Linked DNA regions of Mus musculus: region 2 is linked to region 1. The links are chromatin contacts, called in public Hi-C maps. All regions are on one chromosome and are shown on one strand. The core of a region is the stretch at or near the end of the contact, and the rest is flanking DNA. Distances in the headings are between cores, read along the strand shown. Region 1 overlaps Ryr1 (ryanodine receptor 1, skeletal muscle). Region 2 holds the start of Spint2 (serine protease inhibitor, Kunitz type 2).

Region 1 (7,098 bases), core at 3,362-5,861:
GCGTGTAAAGGTCAGAGGGTAGGGTACTGGGGTCAGTTCTTCTCTTTACTGTAGGCTGTGAGGACTGAGCTCAGGTTACCGGGCTTGGTGTCAAGTGCTGTTACCTGCTAAGCCTGCCTGGCTCCAGACACTCAAATTTTAACCACAACACTCCAAAAACAAAATCCCAGAACTCGTAAAAAAGCAAAGCAAAGCAAAGCAAAACAAAACAAAACAACCCCCCACCTCCCAAATAACTAACCAACCAAACCCTAGAAAACTAGGCTGGAGAGATGGCTCTGCATTCAAGAGCACAGGCTGCTCTTCCCAGGTGACCCAGATTTGATTCCCAACTCCCACAGGGCAGCTCACAGCCTTCTGTAACTTCAGTTCCAAGGGATCCAACACCATCTTCCGGTCTCTATGGATACCGGGTCCATAAGCAGTGCAAGATATTCGTGCAGGCAAAACGCACACACACACACACAGATACCCATATACACACACATATGCACACACAGACACCCATACACACATACATATGCACCCATACACACATATATATGTACACATACACAAGCACACAAACACACACACATACAAACACACACAGATACACACATCAAAGCCGCAGGGACCAGGGAGATAGCTCAGTTGGTAAGGGTTTTGCTGTGGAACTACAGGGAAATGAGCAATGAGCACCTATGTTTTTAAAAAGATAGGTTTAAGCCTAGTGGTGGTGGTGGTGCAGGCCTTTAATCCCATCACTTGGAAAGCAGAAGCAGGCTGATCTCTGAGTTTGAGGCCAGCCTGGTCTATAGAAAGAGTTCCAGCCAGGCTTGTTGCACAGAGAAATCCTGTCCTGAAATAAACAAAACAAATCAAAAGCCAGGCGCAGTGTCACGAACTTGGGGCTTCCTGGACAAGCAGTTGAGCTGGGTCAGGGAGCTCCAAGCTCAATGAGAAACCTGTCCCCTAGGTTTAATGCTCCCCAAAGTAAAGTGGAGAATGCTTGCGGGACATACCCAGTGCTAACCTCTGACCTCCGCATGCATGTGCACACATATGCATGAGCACCTGCATGCATAACTACACACACGTGCACATACAAACATGTACACAGAAAGCCCCAGATGAACAAAGGGAAAGCCACCACAAAATTCCACATGTAAACTTCCCCAAAAACAAACCAAGGAAAAAAAAATAAAGGCACCCACCAAAAATTCCAATCTTAGGTCTTATAGTAAGACTCCAGAAAATAACCCTATGCTTTGACTCCAACCTCGGGATTTTAAACCAGAACCAAAATGAGAATTAAGCCACTGATACCCAAGTTTTGAATCTCAGACCCACCGATTTCTAAGAAACTCTAATATATATTACATATTATAATATATATAATATAACATAACACATATTATATATTGCTATATGTGATATATTAATTAACTGATTAATATATATATTTTATGTTATATTATATACAATATATTATATGTTGTATATTTATATACTACATGGTATATAATACATACTTTATAATATAATATAAAATATATGTAATATATGATACAATATATAATACACTTTTATGTGTATGGCTGTTTTGCCTGCGTGTATGTTTGTGTACCATGTGGTGCCTGGTGCCTGCAGAGGCCAGGAGGTCATGTTGGATCCCCTGGAGTTGGAGTTGTAGACAGACAGTTCTGTCTGAACTGCTTCGTGGGTGCTAGGCACAGGACTCAGCTCCTCTGCAATGGCAGCAAGTGCTCTTAGTTGCTGCGTCACCTCTCCAGTACCCTCATCATTTAACTACAAAGCTCAGGCCTTTCCAACCTTATACTTCCGAGATCAGCCTCAAACTGAGACCACAACCCAGGACCTTGGCCTCATATGTCAGCCTGAGATTCCCTCAAACTAACACTCAGTATTGAAGTTCTTACCGACAACTCTAGCCTCAGAGCCAACCATCGCACCGCTAAACCCAAACCTCAGGCCTCAGAACACAGACCCCAACCGCAGGGAGCCCCAATCCTCTGACTGAATAATCTGACCCCACTCTCAAAGCTCCAGAGAACCCTAAGTCACAGAGTCCAAGTCCCCTGACCTTATTCTGTCATATCCAGATCCCTACGGGGTGGTCTCCAACCTCAGATCCCGAATCTCACATCCTCACTTTCCCGTCCTTAGACACGGCCTAGATCACAGACCATCAACTCCCCAGGCCTGCCCTAACCTTCCCCAGGGGAGATATGGGACCCCTCGACTCCACACTGACATCCAGGTCTTTCTGGGGTTCTTGCCTCAGAGCAACCACCTCTCCTTGATCTTCCTCAGGCTTTGTGACTGGAGGCCACGTCCTGCGCCTCTTTCATGGACATATGGATGAATGTTTGACCATCTCCCCTTCTGACAGTGATGATCAACGCAGGTCTGGGCTTGGGACAAGGAGACCTGGGGTCCAGGGGTGTTGGGGGTGGGGAAGATTGGTTGGGACTTTGTGCTGTTTAGTTTTCTGTTACTGTGACAAAATGCCCGAGAAAGTCAACTTAGTAAAAGGAAAGGCTATTTTGGCTCATGGTTTCAGTCCATGATTGCTTGGCCCCTGTTACTTTAGGTGGGTGGCACAGGACATCATGGTAACAGTATATGGCAGAGGCTGTTTCTACCTTATGACATTGGGCCAAGGTTCTAATATTGCAGTGACATAACCTCTTTCCAGGAGGCACCCTCCCAAAGGTTCTACCACTCCCCAATAGTCCTAGAGGCTGGGGACCAAGCCTTCCATGCATGGGCTGTTTGTGTATATCTCGGACCCTCTGGACAGGGCTAGGAACTGGAGTCTGCACACTTAACCTTGTTCTCTCCCATATCCCCAGACTTGTCTACTACGAGGGAGGGCCTGTGTGCACTCATGCCCGCTCCCTATGGAGGCTAGAGCCGCTGAGAATCAGGTGCGGTGGGGCAAGGCGCAGCCTGGGAGGGGAGAAAGGGTCTTGAAGGAGATATGAAGGAGATACTGGAAGGTTTGGAGGGGGCAACCTAGTGGGGCTGAGAGAGATGGAGGTCCTCGGGGGTCCTGGAGCCCTAGAGGAAAAGCCCTTGGGAGAGGTGGGAGGTTCCTGCAGAGCCGGCTCCCTGGAGATATCTGGGATCACTGCAGAATGTTCAGGGACTGGCAAGAGGACCGGAGCTGCTGAGCAAGGAGGAGGGGGCTCTAAGAAAGATTTAGGGGTCACACGGAAGATCTAGGGAACCCTAGAAGAGAGATGACTGAGCAATTGCAAGCCAAGACTATGACCTTAATGGCTACTAGGGAGGGGTCTCCTGATTCTCCTCACTCTCACTGTCCATAGCTGGAGTGGAAGCCATCTCCGCTGGGGCCAGCCACTAAGAATCAGACATGTGACCACAGGGAGGTACCTTGGGCTCACTGAGGACCAAGGCCTTGTGGTGGTTGATGCCAGCAAGGCCCACACCAAGGCTACTTCCTTTTGCTTCCGAATCTCCAAGGTCGGTGTGTGTGTGTGTGTGTGTGTGTGTGTGTGTGTGTAGGGGGGGTGCCCTTGCTCACCTGCAGCCCTGGCTTCCCTCTAGCCTCCTAGCTATTAGCTAGGATCTTGCTTGGGGTCTCCCATGATGCCAGGCCGAAAAGGCTGACCTCTGTCCCTTGTCCCTGTAGGAGAAGCTGGATGTGGCCCCCAAGAGAGATGTGGAGGGCATGGGTCCCCCTGAGATCAAGTATGGAGAGTCGCTCTGCTTTGTACAGCATGTGGCCTCAGGCCTGTGGCTCACCTATGCTGCCCCAGACCCTAAGGCCCTGAGGCTTGGGGTACTCAAGAAGAAGGTAGGTTCCTGGAAGGGGTGTGTGTGTGAACAGGGCTAGTGATGGGTCATGCTGCTCATCACCCAGCTTATTGACAACTTTATAATGAGACTAGGGTAGACAAAAAGAGGTGTATATGTGTGCATGTGCGTGTATGTGTGCGCATGTATGTGTGTGAAGAGAGAGAGAAGCAGGGATATAGACACACAGAAATTGAAAACTAGAGAGCCATACACACAGAGAGAAATAAATAAGGGTCAGGAAAACGGCTCAGTGGCTAGAGGAGCTTGCTGCCAAGCCCATTGGCCCTGACTTTGATCCCTAGAACCTGTGCGATAGATAGAGAGGCCTGGCCTCTGCAGGTCATCTCGGCTGCACAAACCGGCATCCAATCCCCACAAGAATCTTCCAAACAATAGCAGGCTGAAAACAATACTCATAAATTATTGGCAGGGCTTGGTGGGTCACACCAATAACTCTAGCACTCAAGAAGCAGAGGGAGGACTGTGAGTTCGAAGTCAGCCTGGACTACATAGTGAAGCCCTATTTCAAAAGACCCCAGAGAAAAAACACCGGGGCTGTATTTCAGCGTGGGACCTTCGTAGCATGCATGAAGCCCTAGGTTCCATCCCCATCACCCTAGAGAGCAGGTGGCCACCCTTCCTGACCCCTCTGTTGTCTGCACACTCAGGCCATGCTGCACCAGGAAGGTCACATGGATGATGCGTTGTCACTGACGCGATGCCAGCAGGAGGAGTCCCAGGCTGCCCGGATGATATACAGCACTGCCGGCCTGTACAACCAGTTCATAAAGTAAGCCCGCCCGCACATGCTCCTAGCCACGCATGCGCCTGACAAGCCCTCCTCAGAGACTTCTGGCACCCACAGCCTTTGACTTCTGATTTAGACATGCATGACCTTCGTCCTCACGTTCGCGACCATCACCTAAGTTTCACACCAGCACTCAAACCCTTGCTTGGTCCTCTCTAGTCCCGTTTCCTTCCATGCCTGCTACACACAGGGGCCAAGGCCTTTCTATTTCCCTGTCCTCTCCCCCCACCCCTCCCGTGGGAACTCTGTGGGAGTCCAGCACGGTGGTGGTTCCCAACCCCTCCTGAGCACTGTGGTCCCCACAGGGGTCTCGATAGCTTCAGCGGGAAGCCACGGGGCTCGGGGCCACCGGCTGGGTCAGCATTGCCCATCGAGGGCGTCATCCTGAGCCTACAGGACCTCATTGGCTACTTCGAGCCGCCTTCAGAGGAGCTGCAGCACGAGGAGAAGCAGACCAAGCTGCGCAGCCTGCGCAACCGACAGAGCCTCTTCCAGGAGGAGGTAAAGCTGCGCCTTGAAGGGTGGGATTTTGGAGGGGGCGAAGTCAGGGGAGGAGCGCGAGAGAGGGCAGGGCCTGTTAGGAAACTGAAGGACCCCGCCTCAAGGAGGGGGTGGGCGGTTTGATGGGCGGGGCCTTGAGGGTGGGTGAGAATAAGGAGACTTGGGGTGGAGCCCTGTGAACATTTGGTCAAGTCAGTGGCTCCTAATGATAGATAGGGCTTCTGGGTTGGAGTCTGGGATCTGGCCTTTTCGGGTGAGAAGGGCAGTATTGGAGTGGGGTGTAGGGATACAGTAATAGAGGCTGATCTTGGCACATCTGGGAGGATATTATAGGGAGGACCTCAACTGGGCTGAGGTATTAGTCATCTTTTAGGAGAACAAGAAGGGAAGAGGTGAAGGGAAGAGGTGTGGGGTGCTCGGCTCTGCCAGATTAGGAGGACCCGAGAGGGGTGGAACAAGAGATCCGGGACTCTGCTGCCCTGTCAGTGGTCGGGGAATGTGTTTATACTAAGGCATAGCCTCCTCTCCTAATGAGCAAGAAAGAGCATAGTAACAATAACAAAACTGCAGACAGGGTGGAATTAAGTCAGGTAAGTCAGTACGGATAAGTGGGTACAGGAAGAGACCTTGTCTCACACACGTGCACACAAACGAGGTGGAGGCTGGAGCGATGGCTCTGTGGTTAAGAAATGTATAGCTGTATCGGAGGACTCAAGTTCAGTTTCCAAGTACCCATATCTAGTGGCTCACAAACACCTAAACTCCAGCTCTAGAGGTGCCTTTGGCCTCCACAGGAACCCACGCTCACACACACAAACCCTCTCGCTCACATATATTTAAAAATAGTAACGTAAAGCTTAAATAAATAAATAAATAAATAAATAAATAAATAAATAAATAAGATGGCTGAACTTGAAGCACGTCTTTGATCCTAGTACTTGGAAGTCAGGAGCAGGAGGCAGAAGGATAGGATCCCTGTAAGTTCAAGGCCCAGCCTGGTGAATATAGGAATTTTCAGGCCAGCCAAGGCTACAAACTGAGACAAAACATAAAACCAAGAAGCCAAATAACAAAGAAGACACCCCCCTAACCCCCCCCCCCAAGTTGACCTTTGGTCTCCACAGGCACAAGAATGCACACTTGTGCATGAACAAATACATAACACACACATTGTCTCAAAATGTAAAAATAGGAATGACTTTCAGGGATCATCTGGAATTCTTTTGTTTGTTTGTTTGTCTTTGTGATACAAGGTTTCTTTATGTAGTCCTGGCTGTCCTGGAACTCTGTAGACCAGGCTGGCCTCTTACTCACAGAGATCCACCTCTGGAACGCTGAGATTAAAGGGGTGTGCAACTATTACTCCCAGCTTGATGCTTTTTTTTTTTACATTTCTGTGAGACCCTGTCTGTCTGTCAGTCAGTCAGTCTGTCTGTCTGACTGTTTCTTTCCTGCTCCTTCTTTGTTTAATGATGTATTTTTGTTTGTTTGTTTGTTTTTCAAGACAGGGTTTCTCTGTATAGTCCTGGCTGTCCTAGAACTCACTCTGTAGACCAGGCTGGCCTCGAACTCAAGAGATTCGCCTGCCTCTTCCTCCCAAGTACTGGGATTAAATGTGTGTGCCACCAACCTTTGTTTTCCCTCACTATGTAGCTCCCTCTGGAATTCTTAAGTGCAGGAAGGAAATACATGCAGATAGGTTTCATTCAGGCATTAATATAATGCAATTAGTTGTAAATTGGATATTCTTTAATAAAACGATATATTATAAATAAGTTTCTTTATATAGAAACATGCATAAAGCAAGGCTATGCACTAACTCGTTGATGAAATAGTGTGTCCAGAGCAGAGCACAATAGCTCATGCTGATAGTCCCAACTATTTGGAAGGTAAAGTAAGAAGGTCATTTGAGCCCAGGAGTTTGGGGCTAGCCTGGGTCACAAAGCAAATATACTTCTTTC
Region 2 (7,098 bases), core at 2,998-5,497, 170 kb before region 1:
CTGAGACTGGCTCTATAGAGCAGTTCAGATCTGGGTGGGAGACACAGGAGACTGCCAACCTAGATCCAGGTTTACTGAGAGGTCTATTCTAGAAGGAATAAGGCAGAAAGAGGTAAATCAGGGCTCTCAGAGATCTGCTGGGACTAAAGGTGTGTGCCAGTATACCTGACAAAATTAAAGTTAAAAAGACACACACACACACACACACACACACACAGAGAGAGAGAGAGAGAGAGAGAGAGAGAGAGAGAGAGAGAGAGAGAGAATATACACACATCTATGAGGGTGCTTGCCTCTCTCACACACAACACAGCCCTGGGAGGCCTGTGTTCAGCCCTAGAACAGCCCTTGTTATTCATATTATGTCTCTACAAACCCGTGCTTTTCCAAAGATGACAGCTGACCTTTCCAAATCGGCAGGTTTTCACTGAGATGATGATGAGTTGCTCTTTTAAACCAAAGCAGCCAGAATAAAGAGCTGTTAGGCAAGTTCTCTATAATTCTAACAAGGAAATCCCAGTTTGTTTCATTTCAGCTGCGTTTGAACGTGCAGGCTTACCCTGAGAGGCCAGAGCTCTCCATCTTATTTATTTATCTATGTATTTAACACTATTACTCTCTTCAGACACCCCAGAAGAGGGCATCAGAGCCCATTACCGATGGTTGTGAGCCACCATGTGGTTGCTGGGAGTTGGAACTCAGGACCTCTGGAAGTACAGTCAGTGCTCCTAACCGCTGAGCCGTTTCTCCAGCCTCTCCATTTTATGTTTGAACCCGGGAACTGTCAATTTGGCTGGGCTTCCTTGCCAGCAAACCCTAGGCTCCCTCAGCCTCTGCTTCCCTAGCCCTGGGATTACAGCCATCTGCTATGCTGCCCAGCGTTTTACATAGGTGCTGGGGGCTCCAACTCAGGTCCCTGAGCTGGGATGACAAGCACTTTACCAACTGAGCCAGCTGTCCAACTCTTGTTCCCCCTTTTCCCTGACCACCTCTTGAGACAGGGTCTTACTGCACTTGCTGTGTAGAACAGTTGGTCTCAAACTCACAGAGATTTCCGCACGCACATCTGTGTCCTGAGTGCTGGGGTTAGAAGAGGACACTACCATGCCCAGTCTTGTCTCTTTTTGAGACCTTGTTATGTAGCCCAGGCTGACCTGACACGCATCATGTCCTTTCTCCCTCAGCCTTCTTATTCACAGGGATTAGAGGCCTGAGGTCACCTCAGTGGGTACTGAGGATAATTCCATTCCAAAGCAAGAGTCATGGCAAGCATCAAACGTCTACTGGCTGTCGCTGCCTGGTGATTTCTAACAGTGCCTGGATCTGTTCACGCTTGTACCTTCTCGCATTTATAGCAGGACCTGACTCAAAATGTGTGTGGAGTAAGTACGTGCTTCAATGAATGAATGAGTGAATGAATGAATGGTGTTTTCTCCCCAACCAGGATCTCCAGCCACTTGGGGTTGTTTATAAGCACAGAGTAGGAGCTGGAGGGAAGCCGGAAGGGTGGGGATCAGCGTTCTGGGCAAGATAAAGAAAATAGCAGGCATAAAACTACCTTAGTTGCTTAAGGCAAACACTGTATTGATAACTCATGTTTTTTCTGCAGCACACTGGTGACAGTGGCCTTGGCTTCCACAATACCCAGGTATTTAATCCTAAGATTATCTATGGGCTGGCTGTGGTATCGCAAGCCTTTAAGCCCTGGAGGCAGAGGCAGGTAGATCCCTGTTAAGTCTGAGGACAGCCTGATCTACATATAGAGTTCTAGGAGAGCCAGGGTTACACTGAGAGACCCAGTCACAAAACAAGGAGTACCTCTTGCAGAGGACTGGGGTTTGGTTCCTAGCATCTGCACGGTGGCTCACAACTGGAGTTACAACTCTAGTTACAGGGAATTTACTGCCTCTTCTGGTCTCTGTGGGCACCAGGCACACACATATGTGGTAGTCAGATGGACATTTAAGCAAAACACTCATACACATAAAATAATCTGAAGAGAGAGAGAGACCTGTCGACTGCTCCTCATGCAGTTTTTGTTCCTCATCTCTTAAGCCTTCAGTTACCGAGGCTTGCTTCTCATGGCCCTTTCTCCACGGCCAGTTCCAACACTCTTGATTTACTCCATTCCAGCCCCAAATCCACCCTCCAGAGTTTAGGTTTAGTGTTTGTTTTGTTTTGTAATGTCTTTTTTCTGTTGCTTAGCAGGGTCTCATGAATCCCGGACTGGTCTGAGTTTGCTATGCTGACTATAAATTTGAACTCTTGCTTTGGGTCCTCTGGCTTTCAGCTCCTGAGTGCTGGGATTACAGGCATCTGCCAAGAAGGTTGGCTTTGTGATGCCAAGGTTGGTTTGTGTGATGCTGAGAATCAAACTCAGGGCTTCCTGCCTGCTAGGTGAGTGCTCTAGCAAGTGAATTACACCCCACACCTGGTGGTTTTCTTTTTGCTTTTTGTTCTTCAGGGTAGGGGTTGGTGCTTGTTACTGGGGTTGGCTATGAGCTATCCCAGTTCTGTTTCCACATCCAGAGTGCTGGGAGTACAGGCTTGCGCAACCAGGCCTACTTTGTTTACCGTAATAAGGACGTTATTTTCTTTTTCTTTTCTTTTTTAAAAAAAGATTTATTGGGGCTGGTGAGATTGCTCAGTGGGTAAGAGCACCCGACTGCCCTTCCAGAGGTCCTGGGTTAAATTCCCAGCAACCACATGGTGGCTCACAACCATCCATAACGAGATCTGACGCCCTCTTCTGGAGTATCTGAAGACGGCTACTCGTTTTGGATGGTTGTGAGCCACCATGTGGTTGCTGGGAATTGAACTCAGGACCTCTGGAAGAGCAGTCAGTTCCTTTTTTTTTTTTTTTTTTTGATTTATTTATTATTGTATGAAGTATACTGTAGTTGTCTTTAGACACCAGAAGAGGGTGACAGATCTTATTATAGATGGTTGTGAGCCACCATGTGGTTGCTGGGATTTGAACTCAGGACCTTCAGAAGAGCAGTCAGTGCTCTTAACCGCTGAGCCATCTCTCCAGCCCTATTTTATTTTTCTTAAACACATTTATTTGTGTGTGTGTGTGTGTGTGTGTGTGTGTCTGTGTGTGTGTGTGTGTCTGTGTGTGTGTGTCTGTGTTCGTGTGGTCTGGCAGGTGCCATGGCTACAGTGTGGAGGTCAGAGAACTTCAGGAAGCCAGTTCTCTTCTTCCACCGTGTTTGCACCAGGAATCTCCTGGCCGCCTGGGCCCCGGAGAGAAGCAGCGAAGCTAACAAGGCGTGGAGCACCCGGGCACGCCAGGCCTCCAGCCGTTGGGGGGTGGTGGTGGGGGGTGACCTTGCGAGCAGGTGCGAATCTGGTCATCAGGTTTGGTGGCAGTTGTATTTACTTAGCCACTTTGCCAGCCCAAGAGCAGTATTTTCAATGATAACGAGATCATTAATTCTTCTGCTAACGGCCTTCTACTTCCTCTGTCAGCCCTCCTCCATTCATCCAGTTTAAATGGAGCTTCTTTCCAGAAGCCCACCCTGGTTCTGTGGTAGTGGTTTGTAAGTCTCCTTTGGGTGTTGTACCTAGTCCAGTCCCCGTGTCCCTCCCCCTTTCAGGTCTGTTCATCCTTTGCAAGCTTCTGATCGTCACCCTAACACCTCTATATATTTGTATTTGTCTTCCTGTACGGGGTCCAGAGAAACCTGCAGTTTTAAGGACTTGTCACCTCTTTCCAGACAGTGCCCTGCCTAACTGGCAGTCGCACTGAATAGGAAACTGGGCTCTGATCATGCCCTGATTTTCACTGTCCCAACCCCTGCTCACTCAACTGTAGGATTTCACCATCACATTCCTGATCACTCTTCCCTCTGCTTCCGCATCACTACTACGGGCTGATCCTGTTTGACGACACACAGGCCAAGCTGGCCTGGCCACTGCTCAATCCGGGACATTTGTTTATGGCACAGAGAACGAGGAATTTAGGCAGGATATATCTCTCACACCTAAAGGAACGCTAAAGCAGAGCGGGCAGACAGCCACAGGTTTCCGAAAAGTTTCTCTCGCCATAGTCACAGCGCAAGCACGAAGGCGCAAGGACGTCGTGGCCAACAGACCCACGCCTCCCGCAAGGTCCGGCTGGGGCGGGGTCAATGCCAACCACGCCTCCTCCCAGGAGCCGGGGGCGGTGCCAGGTGCAGGCCGCAGAGCCAGGTGCGGGGCCCTCCGCGCTTGCGCCGCATCTGCCCCGCCCCGCCAGGTGCGCCCCACCCCCAGCCTGGGTGCCACCTTCTCTTGTGTCCCTGCGTCCGCCATTCGCCGTAGTACTCCTCGGACGGGTGGAGGCTTTCACAGTCTGGGGAAGAGTCGCAGAGTGTTGCCGCGCGAGTCCAGGGACCGTGTTGGGAGGCAACTAAGGCGTCGCACGCGCCAAAAGCCAGAAAAAAGGGCTTCCGGGGACCCGGGCGCCTCGAAGTCCTACTCCGGGGCGAAGCCGCACCTGAGCCCGCGGACCTGCAGTGCGCGTGCGCGGCCGTGGGCTTTCCCGCACCTGCTCGCGAGACCCCACCCCCACACCCCAACGGCCGGCGGCTCGAGGCCTGGCGCGCGGCGCTGGCAGCAGGTCATGGCGCAGCTTTGTGAGCTGCGGCGGGGCCGGGCGCTCCTCGCCTTGGTAGCTTCGCTGCTCCTCTCCGGGGCCCAGGTGGCCAGCCGAGAACTAGACGTCCACGGTGAGGGCCAGGCGGGGGATCCGGGAGCAGGGGATAGAGGAGGCCGCAGCGAAAGTGGGGGTACTCGGTGCGCAGAGTGATCGCAGGCTCCTTGGGGTTGGGGAGGATGGGCGGTGGAGCCAGACCTGCAGGTGGCGGGCTAGGAAGGGTAGGAGCCTCGCGAGCGCGGGGGCGTAAGGGTTAGCAAAGTGTCCCTTCCAGAAGGAAGGAGGAAGGGAGGGAGATGAGGTGTATTGACCCAGGAAGGCGTGGCACTGGAAGTGGGTGAGGAGCTCAACGAAGCGGAAATTGCTTGGCCAAAGAAAGCCCGGGGTGGGGACGGGGACTTGGGGTGGGGGTGGGGGGCGCATTCAAGCCTCAGAGGTGGAAATTTGTTCGGGAGACCTGTTGGCCGCTTTGGGTACAGGGAAAACGCACTTCGGACACCTGTTGATATCACATATGGCAACAGCCCCATGATCTCCCGAGGAAGAAGAGAAGCAGCGGTTGGTAGAAGGGAGGAGCTTTGCCAAGGTGCCTGCCAATGCAGGAACGTCTGTTCTCCGAGTGTAGTATTGGCACCCAGCAGCTGGGGTTTGCGTCTTTAGGAGTCGTTACAACTTTTAACTGCTTCAGACAACCACTAGCCAGCTTTGAAAAGATCTCTTTTGAAAGAATTCATTGATTGAGCAAACTTAATTGAGTCCCCGCTGAGGGTCTGTAAGAATGGTGGTCGTGGCTGACTCAAGACTAGACAGGTTCCTGAATTCGCAGAGCTTGGATTCCAGTGGGAGCGAACACTTAACGTGCAGAGTACTCGCCAAAGATTAAATGACTAGCGGTGACTAGAAGACAGCGGGATAAGAACAGTGATAGAAGATGGTGAAGGGTACTTAACTCAGGAAGTACTCTAAGGAGGGTGGCACCTATCCTAACAATTGAATGAGTAGGTGGCAGCCATACTAAGACCTTGGGACCAGTGTCCCAGGTAGTGGGAGGGAGTAGTGAGGGTCTAGAGTAAAATTGATTGTGATCAAGGAAAAGACCCCACCCCCACCCCAAGGCTGGAACAGAAGTCAGGAAGGGGAGAAGTGGACACAGCCACGAGGCCCAAGTCCTTAGTGGGCAACCTATTTGGTGAAAGAGAAAGCAGGGAGTGTGGTAGCTTCTGAGGAATGGTCTATTCCTGTGTCTAAGACTAGGGCAACAACAAGAGTTATGGAGAATGCCACAGGCCGGTGGGAGAGGCTCAGCCCTGGTGATCCAGAGTCAGAAGTGCAGAGGTTGACCATTGTAGTATAGCCAGACTCCAGGTTGCCTTGTGTCTATAAGTTACCTGGCCTGTGGCTGTGGATATGGCTTTTCTAAGCTCTTGCGTTGTCTGAGCCTAGAACCGGCCTGATGTGGTGGTGACATCATAGGCCTTTGGAAGGTCACACAAAGTGATTGGCTAGGCCGTGTCCTTCTGAACGGACTAGACTTACCGACCTTTTTGAAGTACGCCGGCCTTCAGGCTGGTGAACTGCTGCCCTCACTTATATCAAGGGCTCTTTGTTTGAAAGCTTCAACAGCTTTGTCAGAGGCACCAGTTTTGATAGGTTTTGGGTTTTTTTTTTTTTTTTTTGGGTTGGATGGGTGTCTGGTTTTTCTCAGCAAACAAAGGCATGTCTCTGGCACATTCTAGCTGTATAGTGCTACCAAAGGAAGTGGAGGAACTTGGACAGGAGTGATTATAAAAGGCCGCTCATAGATTCTTATCTTCACCAGTAGCTGAGGGGCAGTGGGAAGGTGGCAGGTATGGTCAGCAGATTGTTACAGTTGAGGTTCTGGAAGGAAAGACTTAGAAAATTAGATAGAGTGGACCCTGAGCCTAGGTGAGGACACTGGGGTCCTGAAGAAATGTAAATGTTCATGTTAGACTGAGGTGATGTGGAAGACAAGGTCATTGGAGGGTAGACAGAGAACAAGGCTCCTTTGTCTGAATGGAACTCCCCACAAGTAAACCCAGCCTAGATAAAGACTGTGGAGAGGAGCAGATGTGGGTCAGCAGATGGCAGGTGGCAGGCAGTGAACCTTCTACTCTTGATGACATCTTTTTGCCTTGAGGTTTGGGGGAGTTGAAGGGAGAGGGGTCTAGAAGCAGGGATGTAGTGGTGAGTTTATTTAAACCACTTTGGCTCCCTGTGGGTCACTCTTCCAGCTACCTGCCAGAGCCCTCTGAGAGTGAAACACACACACAAATTTTGATGTTTTGACTAGCTAGATGATGGTCCTCTCCCACTCTCTCAGGATTTTTTTCAGTATAGCCCTGGCTGTCCTGGAACTCTGTAGACCAGGCTGGCCTTCAACTCAGAAATCTGCCTGCCTCTTGTCTCCCAAGTTCTGGGATTAAAGGCTTGTGCCACCA

What was found. Hi-C and Micro-C count contacts between places; a contact is called where the count stands out from the background.
Region 2: a Hi-C map of bone marrow-derived macrophages shows a contact between it and region 1, with 42 read pairs. The contact joins the promoter of Spint2 here to the enhancer-like site in region 1. A contact is called at or near these places in 15 of 39 promoter capture datasets (the 3T3-L1 cell line, 3T3-L1-derived adipocytes, the C10 cell line and 11 more), 3 of 484 Hi-C or Micro-C datasets (ECoMG myeloid progenitors and bone marrow-derived macrophages), 12 of 115 datasets of contacts at active chromatin or transcription factors (the SCID.adh cell line, T-cell acute lymphoblastic leukemia, acute myeloid leukemia and 6 more) and 4 of 9 other capture datasets (adipose tissue, liver, macrophages and 1 more).

What each region holds. Positions count from the first base shown.
Region 1 is chr7:29,107,239-29,114,336 of GRCm38.p6, reverse strand. It overlaps Ryr1 (ryanodine receptor 1, skeletal muscle), which reads left to right. Exons shown (of 106, transcript NM_009109.2): 8 at 2,317-2,410; 9 at 2,859-2,933; 10 at 3,336-3,492; 11 at 3,662-3,826; 12 at 4,497-4,618; 13 at 4,942-5,137. Among named protein-coding and RNA genes, the nearest start is that of Ryr1, 14 kb to the left of the region's middle. Within about 2 kb of position 4,611, at least 40 of the 459 cell types and tissues checked have an H3K27ac peak or open chromatin away from gene starts, as enhancers often do. A contact at or near this core is called in craniofacial prominence, where this site is marked.
Region 2 is chr7:29,279,126-29,286,223 of GRCm38.p6, reverse strand. It overlaps Spint2 (serine protease inhibitor, Kunitz type 2), which reads left to right and starts at 4,247. Exons shown (of 7, transcript NM_011464.2): 1 at 4,247-4,712. The coding sequence starts at 4,607. It overlaps Gm45977 (a long non-coding RNA gene), which reads left to right. Exons shown (of 4, transcript XR_003946629.1): 2 at 1,185-1,382; 3 at 1,610-1,648; 4 at 2,206-2,504.